Linked DNA regions of Sus scrofa: region 1 is linked to region 2. The links are chromatin contacts, called in public HiChIP or PLAC-seq maps. All regions are on one chromosome and are shown on one strand. Each heading gives the region's core, a stretch centred on a gene start, on an enhancer-like site or on the middle of the called end of the contact. The rest is flanking DNA. Distances are from core to core; before and after follow the strand shown. Region 1 holds the start of SEC11A (signal peptidase complex catalytic subunit SEC11A). Region 2 holds the start of ZNF592 (zinc finger protein 592).

What was found. HiChIP or PLAC-seq counts read pairs in DNA pulled down with a chosen protein or histone mark.
Region 1: a contact with region 2 is called in an H3K27ac HiChIP or PLAC-seq map of alveolar macrophages. The contact joins the promoter of SEC11A here to the promoter of ZNF592 in region 2. A contact is called at or near these places in 1 of 5 promoter capture datasets (liver), 10 of 47 Hi-C or Micro-C datasets (alveolar macrophages, blood, heart right ventricle and 3 more) and 2 of 2 datasets of contacts at active chromatin or transcription factors (alveolar macrophages and skeletal muscle).

What each region holds. Positions count from the first base shown.
Region 1 is chr7:52,826,421-52,830,592 of Sscrofa11.1, forward strand. SEC11A (signal peptidase complex catalytic subunit SEC11A) reads left to right here and starts at 2,847. Exons shown (of 7, transcript XM_021098904.1): 1 at 2,847-2,866; 2 at 3,083-3,289. The coding sequence starts at 3,239.
Region 2 is chr7:52,791,663-52,795,947 of Sscrofa11.1, forward strand. It overlaps ZNF592 (zinc finger protein 592), which reads right to left and starts at 2,288. Exons shown (of 11, transcript XM_021098901.1): 1 at 2,182-2,288.

The sequences.
Region 1 (4,172 bases), core at 1,597-4,096, 35 kb after region 2:
TTGGCCACCGAACTTTTTTCAAAAATGGCACTAAAATTTCATTTGTTTGACTAAGTTTCATAATCTATGTAATGAAATAGATGTAATGTACTGGGGGCCAGGGGCAAATGGACTACCAGTTTAATAAAAACATACATCTTAGAGCCTCATTGTATGTCTCATTAGCACTTTTCTTTTTCAACTGCTCATCATAATTCATTACACTTGTGACTTACCCAGACTCAGCACAGTCAGATTCACCCTTCACATCTATGTTTGCACTGGATTCCTGAGCAATGCTTTACTTACACCTTTTTTACTGAGTTTGAAAATATTCAGCATCCTGACTTAGATAATTTTCAACTAACTGATCTGATTAATGATCCATTTTTATGAATTGAAATAAACTACAACACAATGAAATTTCAAATTCAGCACATAAATAACACATATTACAAAATAATACATTACTTTAGATTAACTACATCCTACCAACTGAACATTAGCTGAGATAAACTATAGAGCCAATACAAAATAAACTTTTAAGAGCGAAATGACTATTGAGATATAACATGGTTTCTGAGAAAATCCTAATTAATCTGACATTTAAAATTTATGAAATAGATGGGAACAAAGTTTCTCTTCCTGCTGAAATAGCCTGTAGATAACTTGATATATCACTGGTCCAGGGATCTCATGTTGGAAAAATGCTGATAGATTAGGAGATATTTGCCCAGTCATGTGACTAGAGAACTCACTGAAGTGGAAGAGAGCAAAAACTGAAAGGAAATGTATAGTGTGATCCCAATTATGTGAAAAAATGAGTGTAAACTTTAAGTACATGGGGAAAAAGCACTATAAGGGAAAATTGTTGGAATTACCTGGAGGCACAGTGGGTTAGGGATCCTGTGTTGTCACTGCTGCTCTTTGCTACAGCCTAGGCTCTGGCCCTGGAACTTCAGAATACTGAGGGTGTGGCCAAAAAAACAAAAGCAAAAACTTTTTTTTTTTTTTTGTCTTTTTGCCTTTTCTAGGGCCGCTCCCTCGGCATATGGAGGTTCCCAGGCTAGGGGTCTAATCAGAGCTGTAGCCACCGGCCTACGCCAGGGCCACAGCAATGCAGGATCTGAGCCGCGTCTGCAACCTACACCACAGCTCACAGCAACGCCAGATCCTTAACCCACTAGGCAAGGCCAGGGTTTGAACCGGCCACCTCATGGTTCCTAGTCAGATTTGTTAACCACTGTGCCACGACGGCAACTCCAGCAAAAACCTTTATTTATTTATTTATTTATTTATTTATTTATTTTTGCTTTCCAGGGCCACATCTGAGGCATATGGAGGTTCCTGGTCTAGGGGTAGAATCAGAACTGCAGCTACGCCACAGCAACACAAGATCTGAGCTGTGTCTTCAACCTACACCACAGTTCACAGCAATGATGGATCCTTAACCCATTGAGCAAGGCCAGGGATTGAAACTGAGTCCTCATGGATACTAGTCAGGTTAGTTACTGCTGAGCCACAAGGGGAACTCTCCAAAACTTTTAATAGTGATGATGGGTTTAGAGAGGGGAGAGACTCTCTAAGACTCTCTAAAAGACTCTCTAAGAGCAAAAAGAACCATCACATTCTACTCGCTTTTTAATTTCAAATTGTGGTCAAATCCACATAACAAACAATGTACCATCTTACCTATTTTTAAGAGTAGAGTTCAGTGGTGTCAAGTACATTCACATTGCTGTGCAAGCAATCTCCAGAACTTTTCCATCCTGAAAAATTAAAATTCTGTATCCATTAAGCAACTCCCCATTTCCTCCTCCCCCTAACCCTTGAACCACTGTTCTACTTTCTGTCTCTGAATCTGACTACTTCTAGGTACCTCATATAAGGGACTCAGACAGTATTTGTCCTTTTGTATTCGGCTTATTTCACTTAGAATAATGTTCTCAAGGTTCACCCATGTGGTAGCATATAGGACTTCATTCCTTTTTAAGCCATAATAATATTCCATAGTATGTTTATACTTCCTTTGTTATTCATTCCTTCATTAAGGGACATTTGAGTTGCTTCCACTTTTTAAATATTGTGAATAATGCTGCTATGAACATGGGTATACAAACAGCTCTTCAAGACCCTGCTTTGAATTCTTTCAGGTATATAGCCAGCAGTGGAGTGGCTAGATTGCCTGTCATGTTTTAATCTTTTACAATGAGAATGTACGCATGTATTGTTTGTACGTGTTAAAACATATGAAGAAAAGAGTCTGGTACTGTTAAAAAGCTGGGGGCCAGGGATCCAACCCGCATCCTCAGGGATACTAGCCGGCTTCTTAACCCTCTGAGATACAATGGAAACTCCCAACTTATAATTTCAATTTATGATGGTTTCATTGGGAGGTAAGCCAAGGAAGAGCTGTACAGACAGCAATAAGCGATAAGAGTCACCTTGTGGTGCCCAAGGTAAAAAAAAAACAAAAAACAAAACAGGAGATTCTTCTCAGGGATACTATCAGATCCTGTTAGGTCAAAATAAAGGAGGAAGGGACTGACTACCTGACAATCCGCACCACAGATGGTCTTTTCACACTGTCACATTAGTTTTCTAATCCTACCGGGTTGTTTTCTCTCAAACCAAGAGTTTCCTAAACTCCTGAAAGGTTCAGGCAGTGCTTTGCAAGTCTCTCATATATTCCGCCCTTACCCAACAGCACTACTGAAACAGAGCCGTTCAGTTTCCCTTAGCTCGGTAGACCAGCCCTACCAGAGGAGGCCGGGCTGGGGAAATGTCCAGGGCCACACCCAGGCCCGCGGCCCCGGCTTGAACGCGCCAGCCAATCACAGGCCGGTTCTACTCGCAAACCCCAGAGACACAGCTCCCTATTAGCCAGGTGTGCACCAGGGCCCGCCTTCTGGAGGTTGCAGGGAGGCCTTCTAGCTAAACCCGAGTGGCCGCCTCCGTGTGGGGCCGCGGGGCTGAGGTGGGGAAGTGGGTTTCGGTCTGTTTGCAGCAGCCGAGGTACCGGATACGAAAGCCCTTCTACAGCGAAGCTAGGCCAAGAGGCTGGATTAGGAAGGTCACGCGTCCCTTTGTCTGTTTTCCGCAGCGAAGGGGCAGGGCTGCCCCGGTTCCGCCCCGGAAGCGGAAGTGCGGGCGCCGCGGGGTCCTGTCCAGTGTGAGCGCGGCCGGTGAGCCAGCCGTTCCTGCCGCTGGTAACACAGTTCGTCTCTCCTACTGCTCGCGTCCCCTCGCCAGCCGCGCCATGCTGTCTCTAGATTTTCTGGACGATGTGCGGCGGATGAACAAGCGGCAGGTGAGGTTGGCCACCTACCGTTCTCCTAGTCCCACGAATGCTGCTGCTGCGGTGCCCCGCGGATCTCTGGGCCCCAGTGTGAGGGCCTGAACGGGTCTGACGCTGGGATTACACCATCTCATTGTAGAGTCTGTGGCCAGAGGTAGCTTTATCCGTCCCCAATTTTTAGCCCCTAGCTGATTCCGGGCCTTCTATGGGCGGAGCAGGAAGCCTGGTCTTCTCGTTCCATTCCCCACGATGAGGCAGGGGAGCAAGAGGAAACAGTAGGGTATTTTGTAAGTGGGAGTTGGGGTTACTTATTGTTTTAAACTTGATAAGGCGGCAAACTCATGATTTCTCCAATTGCAGCGACTTCCAGTGGATTCTGGCAACTAGGTTTAGCAGTTAGTTCACTTCTGCTCTGACTTTGGGGGTGCTCCGGAAGGCGGTTAGGCCCAACAAAAGCCATTTTGCTACTTTCAGCAGTTGCAGCCTTTCTAGAGCAGCGGGCTGCGCGGACTTCCCTGAACCACCTCCGAGTTCAGAGTTTGAACAGTTACTCTACTTGCTCGTGAGTCACTTCGCATTAAGGTGGCAGCCCTCAGAATCCTCGGGTATACCTCCCAGTATTAGTGGCACAGGGATCTTGAGATTTAGATCTCCTGGTATTGTCCTTAAACCTTGCTCTGTCTTGAACTTATAGATCGTATTCTAGAGGGTACTAGGAATACTTTTGTAAGGGGCACACTTGGAAAAGTTACTCCTTTTTGTCTTCTGCACCTGTGTCTGTGGAGCCTAGTTTTGATTGCCTCGGACCTTTTTACAGATCTGCCTTCAAGGAGTATAATGTGTAGAAAATGACTAAGGCAAGGCAATTACTTTTAAGCTCTTGCTATACCTGTGA
Region 2 (4,285 bases), core at 1,038-3,537:
CCTAAAAGCTGGGCAAAATCGTCTGAGGAAAAGGATCCTCCCCAGACTGCTTGAGGCTTTTTCAGGCAGATCAAGTAGTTAGGCCATTCAACACAGAAAGCCTTACCATACCTGCTTATCTTGGTCCACACCAGAGTCCTCGAAAATGTAAATAACGTCATGTCACTCACTTAAACCCCTTCAAAGGTTCCTAATTACACTGGGAATACAATCCAAATTAAGGAGGGAAGGCATTCTGTCCCCAAGGCCCCAGTGATCTGACACACCTCTCCATAGACTTATCTCCTCTTTCTCCCTTTCCCCCCTACAGCCACACAGGCCTCTTTCACTTCCTCCAACTTGCCGAGCTCTGTGCTGCTCCACACATGGTTAACTCTTAACCCTCCTTCAAGTCTCAGCATAAATGTCACTTCCTCAAGGGAAGTCTTCCCTGAGCCCCCAACCCAAATAAAGGGCGACGTCTCTTACCACTCTTCACATTTCTTTCCTTGTACTCATCACAGTTTGAAATGATTAGTTCACTACTACCTTCAAAGTTTTATTCAAAAGACTTTCTTAGGAGGTCTTTCCAGGCCACTCGAATATAAATTCAGTCCTCACCCAACAACTCATAGCCTCCTTTCTTATTTTATTTTTCTCCTTAGCACTTATTAACAGACTATATTTTTATTACATATTTAATTTTATTGTCTCCCCCCACCCCAAGCCTCCAGGATGAAACTTCCACAAGGGCAGTTATTTTTGCTTGCTTTCTTCACAGTATCTAAAACAATGCCTGGCACATACTAGTTGACAAATATTTGTTGTTGAATGAAATTTCAAGATGATTTGCTTATTATTGGGCCTTCCCACAAGTCAATGAGCTCAATTAAGCTAAAACATGTCTTTTTGGTTTACCGCTGTACTCCCAAAACCTAGTCCAGTGCCTGGCACATAATAAGTGCTCAGTAAAATTTTGCTGAATGAATCAAAGCCACGACCAGTGGAAACATTGGAAAATGATCAAAATGTGTGTGCTAGCACCTTGCTTCCTGCTCTCTTTCACTGTGTAGTGTACCTATGAGTTTGAGGAAACAGATCCCTGAAATCCTACCAAGTACCCACCAGGCCAGGCATGTCCACATCCTGTATCCTTAGCCACACTCTACACACCAACAGATGCACCAGACAGCCCTTCCAGGAACACAGAGCTGAAGGCAAGTGGGCCAACCCTAAGCCAAATACCATCTTACCCCCAAGTCCCCTCCTCCAGTTCTATTCTAGACTAGTCCTGGGTGTTAGACATACTGCCCTGGGTGGGTCTGTGAATTTACTCCAATCCAGGCTTTTTAATGCCATCTCTGGCCTACGCAAAAGAAAAAATGGAGAAGAAAAAAAAAAAAAAAAGTTAAAAATCCCTGAGCAGTTCTGATAATCCTGGGGTTCTCAGAAGCAGGCACACCTCAGGTCGTACAGACCCCTCCCCCTCACACGCGCTGATCCAAGGCCAGGAGGCCATCTGTCCAGCAGACGCTCCCCGTCCTCCCTCGGGTCACATTGAGCCTCCCCCTCAGGTTGGCAGGAAAAGCCCCTGCAGAGACAACCTCCACCCTGATCAACAGGCCTGGTCACTCCCTGGGCCCCCAACTCCGGGGCAGGAATACCTGTCTGCTCCCGATGAAACCTCCCCCGGGGTCAGAACTTGGGCGGGGGGGGGCGAAGGGGAACGGAGGGGCGCCAAAAAAGGTCGATCCCCCAAGTGTCTACTCCGGGACGGCGACAGCTCTTCGGGCGGCCCAGACGGTCCGACTGACAGGACGCCCCAGCGGGGGAAAGTGGCACCGTTATCCGTGCCCGGGCAGGGGGCCGTGGGCCGACGCCGAGGGCGGCCGCCCGTCCCGCGCCAGGAGGACAGCAGCATGCCCGCCCAGCCGGGTAGCGGCGGGTCGGGGCGGCGGAAGGGGCAGGCGGCCCGTCGGCCGGGGGCGGGGTGGGGTGGCGGCCGGGGCCCGCCAGGCGGCGGTCGGGGGAAGTGGCTGCCGCCTCGGGCGGCGAGCAGGGTCCGCCTGGCTGCAGGGCCGGGCCTCGGCGCGGGCGCGGGCTCGGCCCCGGCTCCGCTCAGCCCCGGCTCAGGCTAGGGCGGCCTCGGCGGCGGCCCCGGCCCACAAGCCCCGCCCGGCCCGGCCCGCGGGGGGCGCTTACCTGGCGGCGGCGGCGGCTGCAGGCCCCGGGCTCGGCCGCGCGCGTCCCCAGCGCCGGCTGCGGGAGCCACAACATGGCGACGGCGGTGGCGGGCGGGGCTGCGGCTCCGGGGGCGGAGCGGGGGCGGGAGCCGGCCTGGCGGCGGGACCTGGCTGGGGCCGCGGGGGGGTGGGGGGAGGCGGAAGGCGACTCGGACCTGGGCGCCCGGCCCAGGGCGGTGTGGCTGAGCGGCTGCCCCAGCCCCAGTCTGGGCCCGGCCTCTCGCCTCTTGCCTTCGGCCTCCCGCCTCCCGTCCCGGGCGGGCTGCGCGGCACCGACCCGACGGCGGCGGGCGGGGCAGGGGAGGCACGGGGAAGAAATAGAACCCCAACCTCGCGGACCCGGGCCCGGCCCGCGGGCTCGCCTGCCTCTCCTGCCCAGCAGAGCACCCGGAGCGGTACCGGCCCAGCGGCCGCTCTCCGCGACTTGGGCCTCTCGTCCTCTGACGCGCCTCCCGGGCAGGGCCGAGGTCGGGGCCGAGGTCTCCCACTAGAGGGCCACGATCTGCCTACGCGGCTGTGTCGCCCTAGCGGAGGGCGAGCGCCTCAGGAGCTGAGACGGCGTCCTCTTCCCTCAGATCTGGCACTAGTGGAGCCTAGTAGGCAGCTATGTGAAAGGTAGCAGAGGGGGCATGGGCCTGGCGCTTACTAGGTGCGCCCTCAATGTTGGGTCATTGCTATATCTAGAGACCTGCACGAAGGCCCGGAGGAATGGAGCCTCTGGAGGAACCGTGAGACCCGCGGTGAACAGAGTTGAAGGCCTGGCAACGGGTGCCTCCCAGGGTATAGACGGCGAGACCTCCGAGTTACAGGGGAAGCTAGGACTGTGCAAGGTGAGAACGGAGAGGTGGGCAGATGGCCCAGAAGGTGACCAGCAGGACCTTCCAAGAGCCCAGCGTACCTGGAGACAGGCGGAATTAAGGCAACAGCCAGGTGATAGTGTGAGAACCCAGAGATGAGGCCCTGGTGTCTGGCAGTGAGCACCCACTGCCAACCGTGGAGAAGTGCGTCTGAAGAACGGGGAAGGACAGGCCAATCTTCAAGAGGGGTGGAACTTTCAGCCCGGTCCGACTGTGGGCCAGACTCTAAGCTGAGCTGAGCTCTTGAGTAGGGAGTAAGTGGTAGTGAAGCGCTGAAGGCAGTAAAAAGGGTGGTGGTTCTTTCCCGAAGTTTGGCAGGGAGAGGGGAAGAAAAGCAGGCCTTATGTATAGCTCCAGGGGTAGTTGGAGCAGAGGAGAAAGGTGATTTTTTTTTTCTTTTAAATTGAGGAGGTGCACTCAAAAGAGCTGATAGGGGAGAATAAAAAGATGAGAGAGAATAATTAATGGTGCATGATCTCATAAAAGGAAAACGAGATGGGGGGGTGCTAAGAAATCTGAGAAGAGGCACACTTCTTCCAACCAGGTTTAAAGGATACACAAAGATAGAAATAAATATTTTAGGGTGGGGAGGTATGCATACTCAGCCAGGCATGTTCCCATGGTTCAGTGACCTGGATGACCCCCAAAGTCAACCATAATCCTGCTGGGGTCACTGCCCTTTAAAACTTACATGTAGTTGGCTCTGGGAAACCCAAGATCTCTGCCAATATTTCCAAAGATTCATGGGGGAACTTGGAGTTCTCTAAATAATCACTGGCCCCAATTGCCCTTTTAGGAAATTTGTCACTATACCTTGGATACCACTCCATTTATTTTATTAAGATTTAATTTTATATTTTTAATGTTCTAGTGGTCTTAAGGTTGTCTTTTCTGGATTTTTTTTTTTTTGGTCTTTTTGACATTTCTTAGGCCACTCCGGTGGCATATGGAGATTCCCAGGATAGGGGTCGAATTGGAGCTGTAGCCACCGGCCTACACCAGAGCCACAGCAACCCAGGATCCAAGCCATGTCTGTAACCTACACCACAGCTCACAGCAACACCAGATCCTTAACCCACTGAGTGAGGCCAGGGATCAAACCTGCAACCTCCTGGTTCCTAGTCAGATTCGATAACCACTGAGCCACAACAGGAACTCCAGTTGTTAGGGGTTTTTTACCTTTTTTTTGGCTTTTCTAGGGCCGCA